Regions from separate parts of the Mus musculus genome. Here region 1 is linked to region 2. Evidence: chromatin contacts called from public Hi-C data. All regions are on one chromosome and are shown on one strand. Each heading gives the region's core, a stretch centred on a gene start, on an enhancer-like site or on the middle of the called end of the contact. The rest is flanking DNA. Distances are from core to core; before and after follow the strand shown. Region 1 overlaps Sorcs2 (sortilin-related VPS10 domain containing receptor 2). Region 2 overlaps Sorcs2 (sortilin-related VPS10 domain containing receptor 2).

What was found. Hi-C and Micro-C count contacts between places; a contact is called where the count stands out from the background.
Region 1: a contact with region 2 is called in a Hi-C map of uterus, with 4 times the contacts expected there. The contact joins two enhancer-like sites. A contact is called at or near these places in 6 of 484 Hi-C or Micro-C datasets (cortical neurons, embryonic fibroblasts, trophoblast stem cells and 1 more), 1 of 115 datasets of contacts at active chromatin or transcription factors (neural progenitor cells) and 1 of 9 other capture datasets (embryonic stem cells).

What each region holds. Positions count from the first base shown.
Region 1 is chr5:36,320,217-36,324,026 of GRCm38.p6, forward strand. The region is part of intron 1 of Sorcs2 (sortilin-related VPS10 domain containing receptor 2); the gene reads right to left. Among named protein-coding and RNA genes, the nearest start is that of Mir7689, 21 kb to the left of the region's middle. Within about 2 kb of position 1,500, at least 25 of the 459 cell types and tissues checked have an H3K27ac peak or open chromatin away from gene starts, as enhancers often do. A contact at or near this core is called in uterus, where this site is marked.
Region 2 is chr5:36,224,474-36,228,161 of GRCm38.p6, forward strand. All of the region lies in intron 2 of Sorcs2 (sortilin-related VPS10 domain containing receptor 2), which reads right to left. Among named protein-coding and RNA genes, the nearest start is that of Psapl1, 22 kb to the left of the region's middle. Within about 2 kb of position 1,983, at least 72 of the 459 cell types and tissues checked have an H3K27ac peak or open chromatin away from gene starts, as enhancers often do. A contact at or near this core is called in uterus, where this site is marked.

The DNA.
Region 1 (3,810 bases), core at 250-2,749, 95 kb after region 2:
GGCAGGGCATGGGGAAGAGGCCCCACCTTGCCTGGTGATCTTGCAGAGGCCTCAGCCAAAGCTGGCAACCTGGCTACTACAAAGGGAGATTGAAGTGGCCTGGTAACGGGCTGGCTAAGGAATGAGATGGCCCACTGGCCACAGTGATATTAATATTGACAGTGTCAGGGAATCGACATCCAGGGCCTGGCACGATATACCTACAGCCTGTGTCCGTTGCTTCATCTGCAAAGCGGACGTAGTATATCAATGTCAATCCCTGTCCTGTGAGTCAGTGTGTACACTGTGTTAGGATGGAGCTTTGGTGGAGCTGATGGTCCTCAGAGCTCTTCCAGGGCAGGGCCACTGCCAGTTCTCTGGGCTTTGGGAAAGCGCTGAGACTCTGGAACAAAGATCTCCCATACATAGAGGTAACGGTCTCAGAGCACCCCAGCTTCCTAGCCCCGGGTTCTGATGAAAGCCTGCTACCACCTATCTCTCCCTCAGACAATGCCTTCCTAGTCCCCCTCCCCCTGTAGTAACACTGCCCTTAGGGGTCCCAGGACTCACTAGGTGCCCACTGATGGCAATCTTCTACTTTGCCTCCTAGTCGTTCCTTGGCCAGTGGGGGGCAGCCCATCCCCTCTGACTTACCAGCCCCCCAACAAGAAAAACCTGTCTCACCAGGTCCCTCTCCAAGTGTAGAGGGCCTGGAGTAGGCACCTACCCCCACCCCACGCCCAAACACGTGCACGCGCGCACATACACATGCACGCGTGGGCACTTCTATCAGGGTAAAAAAAGGAGAGGATTCTGCCTAGGCTGGGTTCCATGGGTTCTGGAAGGGACACCTACATGCCAGACTGGATGAAGGTGGAGGTGCCAGGCCTGGAGTATGGGGAGCATAAATGCCTATAGGTAGGTAACTTCCAGGTCCATCTGAACCCCCAGACTGAGGTGTGTAGTGAGGGCACAAACTGCCTGGCAGACCCCAGAGTGCCGCTGTATTGGGATAGAGACAGCACCAGGGTGAATGCAATGTTCAGACCCAAGACCTGAGCAGCTTCCACATACAGCTCTGAGAAGGAAAAACAGCAGAAGCCAGCACAGGCAGATCCCAGATCTCAAGACGCTCTGCTCTTAGCCTGGGCACCGAGATAGAGCTGGCCTCTGTCCTCGGCTTTAGAAGGAAAAGAAATAAGGTCCCAGGCAGAAGGTCTCTTGGGTCAGTTCATGCTGCTGTCTCTGAGACAGGAAGCTCTGGAGGTGAACTCTGTTGGAGAAATTAAGGCAAGCAGGAGCAGACAGGGGTCCAGCACTCGACCACTGCTCACCTGATGGGCAACACAGCTCTCTCCGAGGACCTGCAGAGACCACTTGGAGACACTCCTCAGAACTCTAGTAGCTGCTCGTTCCCATCTGCACTCTAACAAGGTGGCCACCACTGAGGACAAGAGCCAGCAAGAACAACTGTGAAGGCCTGACTCCACCCACGGCTTTGTGAATTCCTACACACTCTCCCCCACTTCCCGCCACTCCGGGCTTCCCATGCCCAGGACCACACACAGCGGTTTCTAGCTGGGCTCAGGCTAATGCAGCCTGAGCCAGGTCGTGACATTTAGTAGATTCAAGGCCTTCTTCCCTAGGATGGGGCCAGCTTGAGACTAGAATCAGAGCAGCCAATGTTCTCCCCACATCCTTGTCCTCCACTCTCGGCCGGCCTTGTGGCACCTGGCTTCAACCCTGCACATGTGTCCTGGCTTTTAGGCCTAGCCCAAATCTGAACTGCTAATCTGGCAGACGGTAACAAAAAGCTCCCAGCATCTTCCAGAAACATCTGCCCTGGCTCTCAATTTCAAATCATGCCAACCTCTGAAATCATCTCAGAGTCTGGAGTAAGATCCCAGGAGAGACCAGGCCAACCCTCCCACTCTCTTGCTACTGGCCCCGCCCTCCTCATTCATCTTTCCTGGCTGAACACAGTGGGGGCTCTCTTGTAGCCATCAGCACCACAGCCCCATCCTGAGGTCCAGGGCCTTGCATGCTTACAGGTGGATGCCAGCCTGCACAAGCAAGACCCATCCCTCTTGTGTCCTCCCCTGTGATGACACTGGGCACACTCAGGTCACACAACCTAAAGAGATGTATTTGGGTCCTGGAAGCCAGCTTAGGTCACAGGACCCAGAATTCCAGAATTCTGGGAATTTAGAAGGGAGATGCCAGCGTCAAATAGCTTAACTGCTTGGCCCCCACAGACTTTCTGACCTTCCCTGTGGGTCATGGCCAGAGGAAGGACTGAGCTGGACTTCTGAAGTGGGGGGAAGGGCAGAGTGTGACAGAAGGAACACAAAGTAGCATTCAGACTAGGGGCACGGCTGCGTCCTGATGACAGACTGGTAGAGGTTGCATGGTTTCCTTCCCAGTTTGGCTTGGTGGTGAAGGGGTATTTGATGATTCCTCCTGGGACCAGTGTGCCCTTCAAGGGAAGGTGGCACACTGCACATAGAATCCCCAATATCACCACCTACCACAGAGCAGGAGCCTGGGGAAAGATATGATTATCTCAGGGAGGTAAAATGGTCCCCAGGCATCCAAAGAGGCATGATTTCAGCTAGTCTTGGGACAGGACAATGAGTATTGGTGTCTCAGAATTTAAGGACTTGGAAGATCCCTGGGGAACAATGATACTGGTTTCTAGACAAGGAGGGTTACGAGGCCTGTTTCTATGGCTCAGTGGCCAGGCCAGGCAGGTGGACTTTAGCTGAGGGACAATGGGAAATAGACACCCTGATCCTTCTTTTCCCCAATGGTCAGTGACTATGAAGTTACAGAGAATAAGGAGGAAGCCCCTGCCCATTGCAGGGGGTCCCCAGCCTCCTGGGAAGTTCTCTGTGCATTCCCTTGGTGACAGGGATTGGGGGGGTTGGTTGGTCAGTGTTTGTAATCCTTATCCCATGAGTCTTAGGGGTTTGAGCAACTGTGATTCCCATTTGAGGGGAACACTGAAGCTTAGAGAGACTTGGTCACTGCCCAAAATCTAGGCTTGTGGCTATTCCCTGGTCCTCCAGTGGACTCAGCTGGGTGTCCTTGATGAGGAAAGGCACTGGGAAGGAAACTGGGAGTCTTACAAAGTTCCAGGGTTCCCCCAAACCTACCAGGTCCAACCCAAAGGCCTTTGGAAAAAGAGGGGCAGAGTTGTCCACAGATGCCCACTCTTCCCAAGTGAGCAGGCCAAATATAAGACTCATCACTGACATGCCATTAGAGAGAAAGCTATTATTCATACCAAGGCTCATCTCTGATACACTATCAGAGAGAGAAACCATTGTCCAGATGAGGTTCATCTCTGACAGGCCATTAGAGAAAAAACACTGTCCCCTCAAGGGACAGGAGACTCTGGCTCCTGAGAGATGCCTGGGTGGGGAGCTAAGCAGATATTCTCCTGGAGCTAGGAGGCAGGACCTGGGAGAGCCATCCCAGGAGCCATAGAACTAGGACCAGCCTGGCCACCAGCAGGTGTCGCTGCAGCCAGGAAGAAGAGTCCGGACCTACAGGGCTCACACTGAGTCTCAGTTCCCATGCTGGACAGGGCTGCTCTGGAGGGGACCCACTTAGAACTGCAGAGGGCTGGCTCACACCAACCCCAGAGAAGCCCCAGGGCCCTGTCTCATCAGCAACAGGCCTGTCATTTTTACTAAACTCACTGCTGTGTGTTGGGTATCTTGTGTCCCTACCCTGAACAACCTACACTATAACCAGGCAGAGCAGGGCTGAGATGTCCATCAGCCATGGCCAGAAAACGAGCCCTCTGGGTGGTAGAGACGCCATCTC
Region 2 (3,688 bases), core at 733-3,232:
AGCACCCGCATCCTCACACCCCTGTGGTGCTCCAGCTCTGCCTGCCAGCCTCCACATCTGGATCATCAAGGGGTTTCAGTAGAGGGTTGGAATGGCAGATGTGAGCCATGAGGGGGCACTGAGTCCATCCATGGCACCAGACTGTGTGTTTTTCAAGTCCATGGGTCTTCTGGGAAAGGATGGGCGGAGACACGGTAGCCAGCTGAGGAGGGCAGCCAGGATCTAGCCATGGATGAAGAGGGACAAAAAGAGTGTGGCTGGGGAACAGAGAACAGGGCAAGAGCCAGTCGCCATTTAGAAAACCAATGGCATCCCCAGAGCTTAATGACAGAGCATGTCATGGGTTGAGGGGTAGCTCCCTCGAAGAGATATTCACGTCCTGAACCCCATAAATTACCAGGGGTCTTTACAGAGGTGGCTCAGTTAAGATTCTCGAGATGAGATGTCCCAAATTGTCTGCTCAGACCCTAAATCCAGCAGCCACTGTCTTTAGAAGGAATACACAGCGAGACAGCCATGTGGAGGCAGAGGCAGGGGGGCTGACTCAATAACTCAGCTGGTAAAGTGTCCACTGTGCAAGCGGGAGAACCCGAGTTCAATGCCTGGAACCCACGGAAACAATGCAGACACTGGGGTACACACTTCTAGAGCTGGGGAAGTGGAGTCAGGAGTATCCTGGGGTTTGCTGATCAGCCTGCTTAGCCCGCTGGGCCAGCTCCAGGCCAGTGAGAGATTCTGCCTTAAAAACAAGACGGCAACAAAAGCGACTGTCTCCAAAGGAACGGCACTGAGGATTGACCTTTGGCTGCCACAGGCACGTGTGCACGGAGGCACGCACACCTGCACACTGTGTCCACATGCACCTGGGCAGTATTGTCACATGCGTATCAACACACAGCAGCAAGGTCTCAGTGACACAGCCACCAGGGGCTGGCAGGGACACGATGACCTCCTTTCCCAGTCTTCAGGGGAAACACTGCCCTGTAACGCCATGGTTTGAACCCTGGAGAGTCCCTGGCTGTTGTTTTAAGTTCCCCAGTTGTGGTCATTTGTCCCAGTAGCACAGTAGCCACTGTGCCCAGAGTTTTAAGGATGGACAGAGTGTGCTGACTCTAGCTTGAATGAGGAAGCCTTAGGTAGGCCCTGTGAGCCCAGAGAAAAATGAGATAGGAGACTTCAATTCCCTGGTGCCAGCCAGCAGGTCCTAAGATGCGGATGTCTCTCCCAACCTAGGGTACTGTTCACAGATCCAAGTCTGGCAGAGGATGCAGAGAGAAGGTGCTGGTGATGGGTCAAGGAAGCCCGTGAGGGAGAGGCTGCTGACGTGAGGCCCATTAAACACAGAACAATTAAAAATGCATTCAGCTTCGATTTCCCAGAGCCATTTTCAGAATGTAAATACCAGACCTGTCATTAAAAATGTATTTATTGTGATTACACAGGAGAATTCTTGGGAGGATCGGTGTGCATTCAGTAAGTGTGTATTTAATAACCCCGCTTAATACGTGTTCTCCAGACACTGGCACCTGAACCATACATTCCATGGGCCTCAAGTGCAGACAGCACGTAGGCAGCACCCAGAAAAGCACAAACAGTGTGTTCTCATCCTCTCGGTACCCTTTGCCCTGTCCCAGTGTGGGGAGAAATACAAGAGCAGATGACATTCCAAAGAGAAAAATATGATCAGAGCAGCATGGAAACTGTTCCTCGCCAGGACTCGAAAGGATGCTGGAATACTGACAAATGGGTAAGGCTTAGATGAAATGTCATACTAGTGCTGTGAGCATCGGATGCTCCCCAGGTGGGAGCTGGGAGCACTGGACCCTCCCCAGGAGGCCAAGGCCTGGAAGAATCAGCTCAAAGGCCCGTAAGCAGCCAGGAAAGTAATGGCTGGGCAGGCCTCACAGTATGCAGAGTGGAAGCCTGGTTTATGAGCAACAGAGAAAGGAATGCAAAACTTCAGCTCCAGGCTTCTCAGACTGTTAACTCTGTGCAAGCACATCAGCACAGAAAAAGCAACATAGAAACCCAGAGAGTCGCTGCACCCGCGGAGGAGATGGGGGAAGTTTCTGGAAATGACTAATGCTTCTGGATGCATTTTTAATCGAGCCGAGGAAACGTCTGGGTGGAGAGACAGTGACGAGATGAGAAAAATTAAGATCTGTTGCTTCGCTTTGGGGGAAATCCAAATTTAGACATACCGTGCTCGGGGATGTTCTGTGAGCCACCTCATCCCATCCCGCCACCTCCCTCTCCTCCATTTGACCAGCCTCACACAGAGGATCTGTGAAGAAAGTCTCCCTGGCCCAGGGTTCTAACAGGGTGCTTTGGCCTCTGGGACTCCCTATTGGCTTCTGAAGAATTTAGAGCCTGTCACTCAGGAGTCCTGACCCCAGGTAGCCTTCTCTGTCTTCCATATTCCACGAGGTCCCAGTTAGGTCTCAAACCCAGGGCAAATGGCTGTGGTGCCTATTTAACACATCAAAGTAGACACTGGCCTCCAGGTTCTTCCTACAACCCCTCAGTCCCTTTGTACCTTTGGGCCTCCTGGTTGCTACACCTAGTAGCAACTATTCCCTTCCCCCTTTCCCCACAGGGAATAGTTCAGTCTGGTCACGCCCACTCTGGACTCTCCCAGATGCCCCCTGCCTCTAACTCTTCCCTTTATCTGCAATAAACGTGCTCTTCCAAAGTTCCTTAGAGAACTAATATTCCTTTTCATTTCTGTTTTATTCATTTATTTATTTCATTTAGTCACCAGCACCTACGTCTAGGAAACACCTTGCAAAAGCCTGACTGCCCCAGGGAAGCAGCTCGACCCAAACACCAGACACCATTCTAGACAGTCCCACTTCGTGCACCTTTAGCCAGGCTGAGAAGCCACCGTGAGTGGAGGAAGCTGGCATTCTGGAAATTTTTAGGGAAGGTATCTAAGGGGGTAGTTAACAGAGAAGCCCGGTTGCCGGTGTCTAAAGTCTGGGGTAGCCGAGGATTTTTGTTTACTGCACACGAGGAATGGCGGCTAACTCTGCTCATGTAGCACAAGGAGACTGTCAACATAGCAGGAAGGTGAACATGTCTCTATGCACTTGCTGTCCCAGGTGATGCCCCTAAGCCAAACTTCTAGTGAAGCTAAGAGCTCCTAGGATTTTATGTCTTATCCATCTGTGCATTTTAGATGTGTAGACATGTATGTGTGCTATGGCACATGTGTGGAAGTCAGAGGACAACCTGCAGGAGTCAGTTCTCTCCTTCTACTGTGTAGGTTCCAGGGATTGAACTCGGGTTGTCAGGCTTGCTGGCAAATATCTTTACTCACTGAGCTACCTCACTGGCCCACCACTGGAATTTAATGCCTCCTTCATTCTGTAGCCTCCGTCCCCCTCCTCAAGGGGCCTCAAGAGCCAGAGCAGCAGGACACATTGGGAGCATCAGAGCCACCTCAGGAGAGCTGAGCCCACACAGGAACACGGCCCATGGCTGGCTGCTTTTCTCAGTATTGTCAGGAGACGAGTTCCTGGCTAAGGGAGTTAGCCCTTAGCTAAGTTAGGGAAGCAATAACAAAAACCCAAGGGGTTTTAAGTACCACAGTGACCTGGGCAGTTGACCCCAAGGAACACTGTCATCACAGAAAAAAAAAAAAAATCCACCTCCAGGCACCTTCTGAACACTCTCCTAACAGGCCACA